Linked DNA regions of Mus musculus: region 1 is linked to region 2. The links are chromatin contacts, called in public Hi-C maps. All regions are on one chromosome and are shown on one strand. The core of a region is the stretch at or near the end of the contact, and the rest is flanking DNA. Distances in the headings are between cores, read along the strand shown. Region 1 overlaps Gm12602 (predicted gene 12602). Region 2 overlaps Gm49890 (predicted gene, 49890).

Region 1 (3,838 bases), core at 1,007-3,506, 170 kb before region 2:
AGAAAATAAAATTACATCTTGGCAGCATAGCCATTCTGTTTAGGTGATCAAGGGCAGTATTTTATGCCAAACACCAACAAATGAAATCTCTCTACCAGTTTGCTTAGATTGATATTACACTATATTATAGCCTGGGTGACAGAGACATCAGAAATGTGCTTTTCTCAGGCTGGAGGTTGGGAGTTGAATTGAAGTACCAACAAGTGTGGGTTCTGGTGAGAGTCTCTTTCTGACTTGTAAAAGCTAGTTTCCTTGACCTGTATTCATATGGTGGTGGGGATAGCTTGACCACACATTCTCTAATTCTTTATATAGGGACAATAATCTGATTATGAGGGCACTACTCTCATGATCTTATCTAACTCCCAAGCCTTCTAAATACCATCACATGAGTGCTAGTCCTTCAAAACATGAAATAAGTGTTGAGGTGTATATGGGGGAGGGCACAGTTCTGCCCACTACAGCTTCCTTGGGGATTATGCCTGCCCAGACTCACAGAAATACTGACTAGGGTTTCCTTAGCAATAGAAAACCCCTACTAGGTTATAAACACAAGCTATTGATGCTTCAGGGTGGTGTCATGAAATTATATGGAAACATGTTTAGTGATTCTTGTGGCAAAATGGTATAAAATATCTCTGTTATTGTTATAACAAATCAATACAAATCAATCAAAACAAATATTAACAATGAAAAGCACAGTCTAATTATGTAATAAGGGAGGAAGAGAGGAATGAGGAAAGGAAAAGAAGAGAGAGGAAAGGAAAGCAAGAGAGATCAATAGAGAGAGTCAGACAGAGTCACAGAGAGAGAGAGAGAGAGAGAGAGAGAGAGAGAGAGAGAGAGAGAGCATGAATATGCACAGCCATTATCTTACCAGGTAAGGCAAGCACTCACTTGCAGAACATGTTCCTGTGATATAATTTAACCTCTTGCATAAATGCATGTTTTCGCATTTCAAAAACAATTTCAGCATTTATTCTTTTATACTATCAGTTCATTGAGAGTTTTGTACATGTGTTTTGATCACCTCTTCCTCTAATTTCTCATTTGGATGTTGAGTTATCCACTCATCCTCTTGTTTTTTTAACAAATATTTATTGATCACCTACCATGTGTGATGGCTGCAAAGAGGAAGAGAGGCAGGGTGACTGAAGGCTAATGATGTCAGCTCCAGCTGGCTTCAGAGGCAGACAAGAGTATTAACAACTCCCACAAGCTCAGTACGGTGGCTCAGGTCCATAATCCCAGCCCCTGTGGGACTGAAGCAGAAGGATTGTTGAAAGTTTGAGTTCAGCCTGGGCTACATAGTGAGTTTAAGGCCAGTGTCCCAATCCTGCCTTGACCAAACAAAATCAAACAAACAAAAAGCAGAGCGGTGATTGGGGTTGAAATCAAGGATGGCCACAGTGGGATTTTTGATGGGGTTTTGTTGTTGTAGGAAGCTGCTGAAGTTTTAGACTATGTTCAAACAATGAAAACTCAGCCTCATCCTCTGTCACCAATGCTTCTTTTCGTATGGAGTCCCACTGAGCTGTATGATTGGCAAGGCCATGTTAGATCCCAGGGGTGTGGATGTGCAGAAAAAGTTGGGGGACATGGACTAAGAGGATGTACAGATTCTGAAGAATATTGAGGAAAACCTAGAGGATATCATTGAGCAGAAACAATCTTTGCTCCTTTTTGAGAATTAAGAAGGTTGTTAGTCCAGAGGCAAACAACACAGAAATTATAACATGCAGTGGTATGGGAAAAGAAAGAAAATGGTTATATTCCGGAAACACCAAGGTGTTCTATACTTACTGCTGCTGGTGTGTGTGTGTGTGTGTGTGTGTGTGTGTGTGCTGTGTGTGTGTGCTGTGTGTGTGTGCTGTGTGTGTGTGCTGTGTGTGTGTGTGCGTGTGTGCACATAAGTAGACCAGTGGGCCAGATCTGCTTAATAACGCAACCTGGGACTAAGGTTTGATGGGAAGTGTGCATTTTACCACTTTTTTATTCTCTTTTTTAGATGAATAATGTTAATAGTCTCATAATCAATCCTTTATCCACAGTCAAATTGCAATTAAGAATAGCCTGACTTAAAATACCATCACATTGGCTTCTCTCCCACCCATCTCCTTTTCTGGACAACTGAATTTCAGACATTAATATGAACCAGTGACTGAAAAAAATCCCCTCTGTCAACCTGTTTATCTTGTTAGTGCCACGAATAATCAAATTCAATTGAATTAACTAAGCTGCAACACACTGTCAAAAGCCATTAGCGATGTAAGAGCCTCAGGCCATGAAGAACTCTTCCTGTGTATCTTTAAGAGTTTTTCTCATGAAAGGAGAAGCTCAAAATAAAGGAAACAATATGTTTCATTTACAAGCTCAGAGTCTTTCAGGGTTAGGGTCAGCCTACTAACTACGGTTTAATTATTTTCTTCTCTTCCTTGAAGTTAGGAGCATCATTTTCTACTTAATTTTTCAAGTACAAGGTTTTCTTGTTGAGATTAAAAATCATGCTGTATCATGCAGTTTATTTTTCAAGGGGAGGGAATGTGGAACCACGGTAAAAACTAATAGGCGAATCAGTACAGAATGGTCCCCTCTGCCGTTTGAGAGAGATTTTGCCCTCTCCCTGGAGCCTCTGTGATAGTTTTTTTTTTTTTTTTTTCAGGTTCAATAGCATCACACAGTTGCCAGTTTCACGAAGTTTCTCAGTTAAAATGGTCGTCTACTGAAATTAACAAGGTGCCAATGACTCATGGGATTGTCAGGAGTAGAAAACATTGGAAGAGCTAAAACAGAAAGAAACAAACAGACCGCCCCCAACCCTTGCCACATCCCAAACAAAACATCTGTTGGTGAGACACAAATGGACCTGCACTTAAACAATTTCATGCTACTTGCAGCTGAAGAAGGAAGTTGCAAACTAAAGAGACATATGATACCTTCTTATTTAATAACTTCTAGAATGCCAAGAGAATAGAGATTATTTATCCCACCTGATGAGTTCTCCATATGGGGACTGTCCCTGTTGAAATGGTCAACCAAGCTGGATACACAAGATACAGAAGCTCACATATCACTACACGCCCTTCTCCTTTGCACATAATTATCTCAGTCATGTGGTATCCATGGGTGGAAGTGAGTGGGATGAAAACAGGGAAAGAAAGGGGAGGGGCTTAGTGCTTCCTATCTCTCCATTCTCACAAAGGCTAGAGGACCACACTGACTGTGCCTAGGCACGCCAGGAGTTCCTATGCCTCAGGGCTTCTGATTCTTCCCAGTGAAGTTGGTAGAAGGGCATGAGGTCTGGTTTTAAGGGAGTCATCTTACAGTCAAGATTTAGGTAAATCCTTTAGGTTTAATCTTGATCTCTGTTTAGAAAATGTACCGTGTTCTTCAGTGGCTAGCTTGGAGAGTTCTGTTTGCTACGAGCACTGCCAAGGGTCCTTAAACATTACTTAGGTGTTTCCCAGGAGATAATGCCTTAACACATTTAGTGTAGGTACAGAGGAAATAGATGGCAGGTTATCCAGGTTATATTATGGGAGCCACCCTGAATGGCCCTGATTATCTTCTTTGCCACGAGTCTATGATGACATCTGGGAATGTCTTAGACCTGGTTTCCCAACTTAAATATCCAGAATGGTCTTTTATCTCTGGGCTTATGAACAAAATCGAGGACTTACTGAAGTAACTGAAGGTATGCATTGGAGTGAAACCCGAGTTCCCACTATCTTAAGCACAATGACTTTTACAAATTTCAAGTAAAAACTTGCAGAATTTCTTTAAAAGTTTTTCTCTTTCTTTCTAATTGGTGGATTAATAAATGACGTTTAGTAGTATC
Region 2 (3,511 bases), core at 411-2,910:
TCTTCTGGTTCTACTTTATGTTTTAAAGACATGGGATTCATCTGCAAAGCACAGCAGATAATCTAATATTTAATGTCTATATCGTGCTCATCTCAAATGCTGGATATTTGAGGTTCCTCAATAACAGATATTTAGAGGAATGATCATCTTGGGAATTGGCATTGTTCTTCAGTTCGTTTGATCATGGTGGCCTTACCATTGAGAAAGCATGGGTTTAAGTGGAACAACTGTAAGCACCATATAGCAAGAGGACATGGGTCCAAATCGTCAGCATCCGCATACAGAGCCTGGCATGGCCATGCATACCTGTAACCTGTAACTCCAGTGTTGCAGATAGGAGGATCTGAGTAGAATTCTCTCCAGCCAGGTTAGTCTAAAGGCTGGCTTCATGTTTAGTGGGAGATGATGTCTCAAAACATAGCATTAGAACAATAGAGGAAGACACCCAACATACTTCTTTGCCCTGTGCATATGTGGTCATGAACACATGCATCTGCACACACATGTGCAAGCCCCCTACACACACACACACACACACACACACACAAACACACACACAAACACACACAGAAAATTTTAAATCTGGAAGGATCCAGATTCTCTTTGGGGCTAATGATTATCGTGGCCAGGGAAGGTAGGATATTTACCAAGGCTCCTGGAAGGGTAAATGGTAGACCCAAGAGTCTATAAATGGGTAATCTTGCCTTTCTAACACAGTAGCCTTTTTTTTTTTTTGGTGTGGAGTATTTTCTACAAAGTTATAAATAGGACCCACTGGTCACATCCCTTGTAAAAAACTGGGCCAGTATATTTTGTTTATTAAACATATTAAATAAAGCTCACCATTTAGAACTACTTGCAGAGGACCTGAAGTCAGTTCCTAGCACCCACATGGGTGCTTACAGCCATCTTTACCTCCAGTCTCCGGGGATCTGATGTTGTCTTCTGGCCTTTGTGGATACCAGGCATTCATGTGATGTGCAGGCAAACAGTTGAATGCATCTCTGTTCATTATTTACAAGAAGGGTGTTCTAAATGCTTCACATAAAGCAGGCCAGGGCTCACAACAACCCATCTATCCAGGCAGGCATTCTTACCGTCTCTGTTTTACAGAGGGCTGCAGCATGGGCTCTCTGCCTTGGTACTCCTCACATCTTGGCTGTGTGATTGGTTGTAAGAGGGAGATGGGCCCATTCACTGAACAGTGTTTAGCACCATTCCAGTTCTCTTAGCTGTGCCAACCAGAAATAGCCTCAGCTATAGCCAGACGCCCCTTGAATTGCTCCTGGTTGAGATTTACTGCTGTAAAGTTGTAACAGAGATGTGCGTTCTTAAAAGAACCTTTTTAGTGGCTTTAAGATGACTCATGGTTCTAACTGGACAAATTACACACTGCAGGCCCTGTGTCGACATATCAGAATGTACTTGTGTGGGGGTGGATATGAGTTAAACCTGACCCATATTACTCTATTTTGTAGCATTTCCTCATGTTGCTTCTAGTGAGAGCCAAAGGCCACAATTTTTGACCTGCTTTTAACTTCTTTTAATTGCCCCAATTCATGTATTGTCCCCTTGGATTTGACCCATCATACAGGGACAGTCTTACTTTTCTCTGTGTAACAGAGAACCTAACATATCTCAATTGCTTCTCAGTAAGAATTTATGTCTCAGCCAAGACTAACAGCTGCCAAGAAAAACATACCCAGTAATGAATAACTCACAAAGGTTTGGTAAAGAATAAGGAAAGTTATATGATGAAGTATATTACTAAGGTATTGGGTTTTGTTTATTCAGTGTGATAACCTGTTAGATTCACATAAGTCAAATGAGTTTGAGGTTTTTGGTCATTGTTTCTTTGTAATTTTATATTTTAGTTTCAAGAGCAGGTGGTGAGTATTGGGGGGAGAGGGGCATTGAAATTGATTGACTTAAATTCTAGCCCTGCCAAACATGCTAACCACATGACCTGTGTTTTTTTGTTTTTTCTTTTTCTAAAGGTTGGATTCCCTACCAGTAAAATGAGGTAATGATGTGAAATTGGTCACGTTGTTGAAGAGTTGAAATGAGAGATTGGGCATCAGTATCCAGCTTAGGTTCCGGCCTGTAAGTTTCCCATCTTCTTTCTTGAACCAGCTTATCTGTTAATTTTATCTTCATGCTCTTTAGCTCTAAACCAGTTTTTCTAGAGAGAAACATATCCTACAAAGTAGCTTTGTGCAGATAACTGGTGCAAGGCGTTGCCTAGAGAACAGGGTGGGGACATTGAGTACTCAAGATGGTTGGACATTGAAAGATTTATATTTAATGATAGCATGGTGGCATACGGAGGGGCCAAAGGGCCTCAGAGGGTCTATGGAGCCAAAGCCTGCCCTGTTCTTCCATTTTTAGCCAATATTTGAATGCCTGCTATGTGTTGGATGCTGTGCAAACCCTGGAGATACAAAGATGGCAAACAGAAGTTAGCTATGCTATCCCTGGTCCCTGGCGCCATAGTAATTAGTTATGTGATGTCTTCATACCGACTCCTTCCAAGTGATATGCACTACAGGGAATGGTAGTGTGGCTGGACTCTGAAAGAGTGTTGGGAAGTATAAATGCTGTCTGTCCTGGGAAAGAGATGCAGGTGGTGACAGCACAGGATTTGATAGTCCTATGCTGCAGTCTTTCAGCATGGGGGTCTGACCCACTGGGATATCACGAAGTCAGCTTTGTGGGTCTGATTTAGGGTGAATGTTATTTAAGAAATGAAAGAAGGGAGGGTAGGAAAATGTTAAAGTGAGTTGCTCACAGTGACCTCTTGCTTTGCAAAACATCGTTTTAGTCTTGAACACATTTGGTACACGTCACAATGTAGAATACCTTTCTTACAGTGATTCCTATGAAAAATGTAATCACTCCTTTCTTTCTCCCCACAACCCCTTTTGTTTTTTGTTTGCTTGTTTTGTTTTGGAATTGCATACACACTTATCTTGTTTTGTTTGTTTGTTTGTTTGCTTGCTTTCCCCCCCCCCCGCCCCCTTGGTGTTTTTGTTATTTTTGTCTTTTTTTTTCCCTGGAGCTGAGAACCAAACCCAGGGCCTTGTGCTTGCTACACAAAAGCTCTACCACTGAGCTAAATCCTCAAACACATTTACTAGTTTAAGTCCTGTTAATAGAAAGGCTGAGCAGCTTGTTTATCTTGGCAGCCATCCTTCAGCACTTCAAGTGTGCTGTCATGAGCACCTCTGTGGAGAGAATGTGGACTTCAGTAAGTTCTTGGAGGAGGCAAACAGTCATGCATTTACACACCTAGGCACCAGAGTGGTGGGTTCTGATTTACAGCCACAAGGCCTGATTGTCTTGTCACACAGCAAGAATGTTTTGAAGCATGGTCAAAAGCAAGCACAGAAGGCAGATGCAGTGCCACATATCATGTGCTGGGAACAAGACCACTGTCCAGGATTAGGAGCTGCAAACACCATTTCACTCTTTGACCTCATTGTTGGTTCTGTTTTATTCCGAAAGTGTTGAG

Evidence for each region. Hi-C and Micro-C count contacts between places; a contact is called where the count stands out from the background.
Region 1: a Hi-C map of the N1E-115 cell line shows a contact between it and region 2, with 4 times the contacts expected there. The contact joins two enhancer-like sites. A contact is called at or near these places in 7 of 39 promoter capture datasets (the C10 cell line, the HPC-7 cell line, cranial neural crest and 4 more), 2 of 15 datasets of contacts at CTCF or cohesin (CD8 T cells and the NIH/3T3 cell line), 4 of 484 Hi-C or Micro-C datasets (B cells, the MC3T3-E1 cell line, the N1E-115 cell line and 1 more) and 11 of 115 datasets of contacts at active chromatin or transcription factors (CD8 T cells, acute myeloid leukemia, a beta-TC-6 cell line and 8 more).

The regions. Positions count from the first base shown.
Region 1 is chr4:89,099,864-89,103,701 of GRCm38.p6, reverse strand. Gm12602 (predicted gene 12602) reads left to right here. Exons shown (of 4, transcript NR_151607.1): 4 at 2,663-3,835. Among named protein-coding and RNA genes, the nearest start is that of Gm12602, 26 kb to the left of the region's middle. Within about 2 kb of position 2,256, at least 2 of the 459 cell types and tissues checked have an H3K27ac peak or open chromatin away from gene starts, as enhancers often do. A contact at or near this core is called in the N1E-115 cell line, where this site is marked.
Region 2 is chr4:88,926,525-88,930,035 of GRCm38.p6, reverse strand. Gm49890 (predicted gene, 49890) reads left to right here. Exons shown (of 3, transcript NR_132735.1): 2 at 1,998-2,103. Among named protein-coding and RNA genes, the nearest start is that of Gm49890, 14 kb to the left of the region's middle. Within about 2 kb of position 1,660, at least 58 of the 459 cell types and tissues checked have an H3K27ac peak or open chromatin away from gene starts, as enhancers often do. A contact at or near this core is called in the N1E-115 cell line, where this site is marked.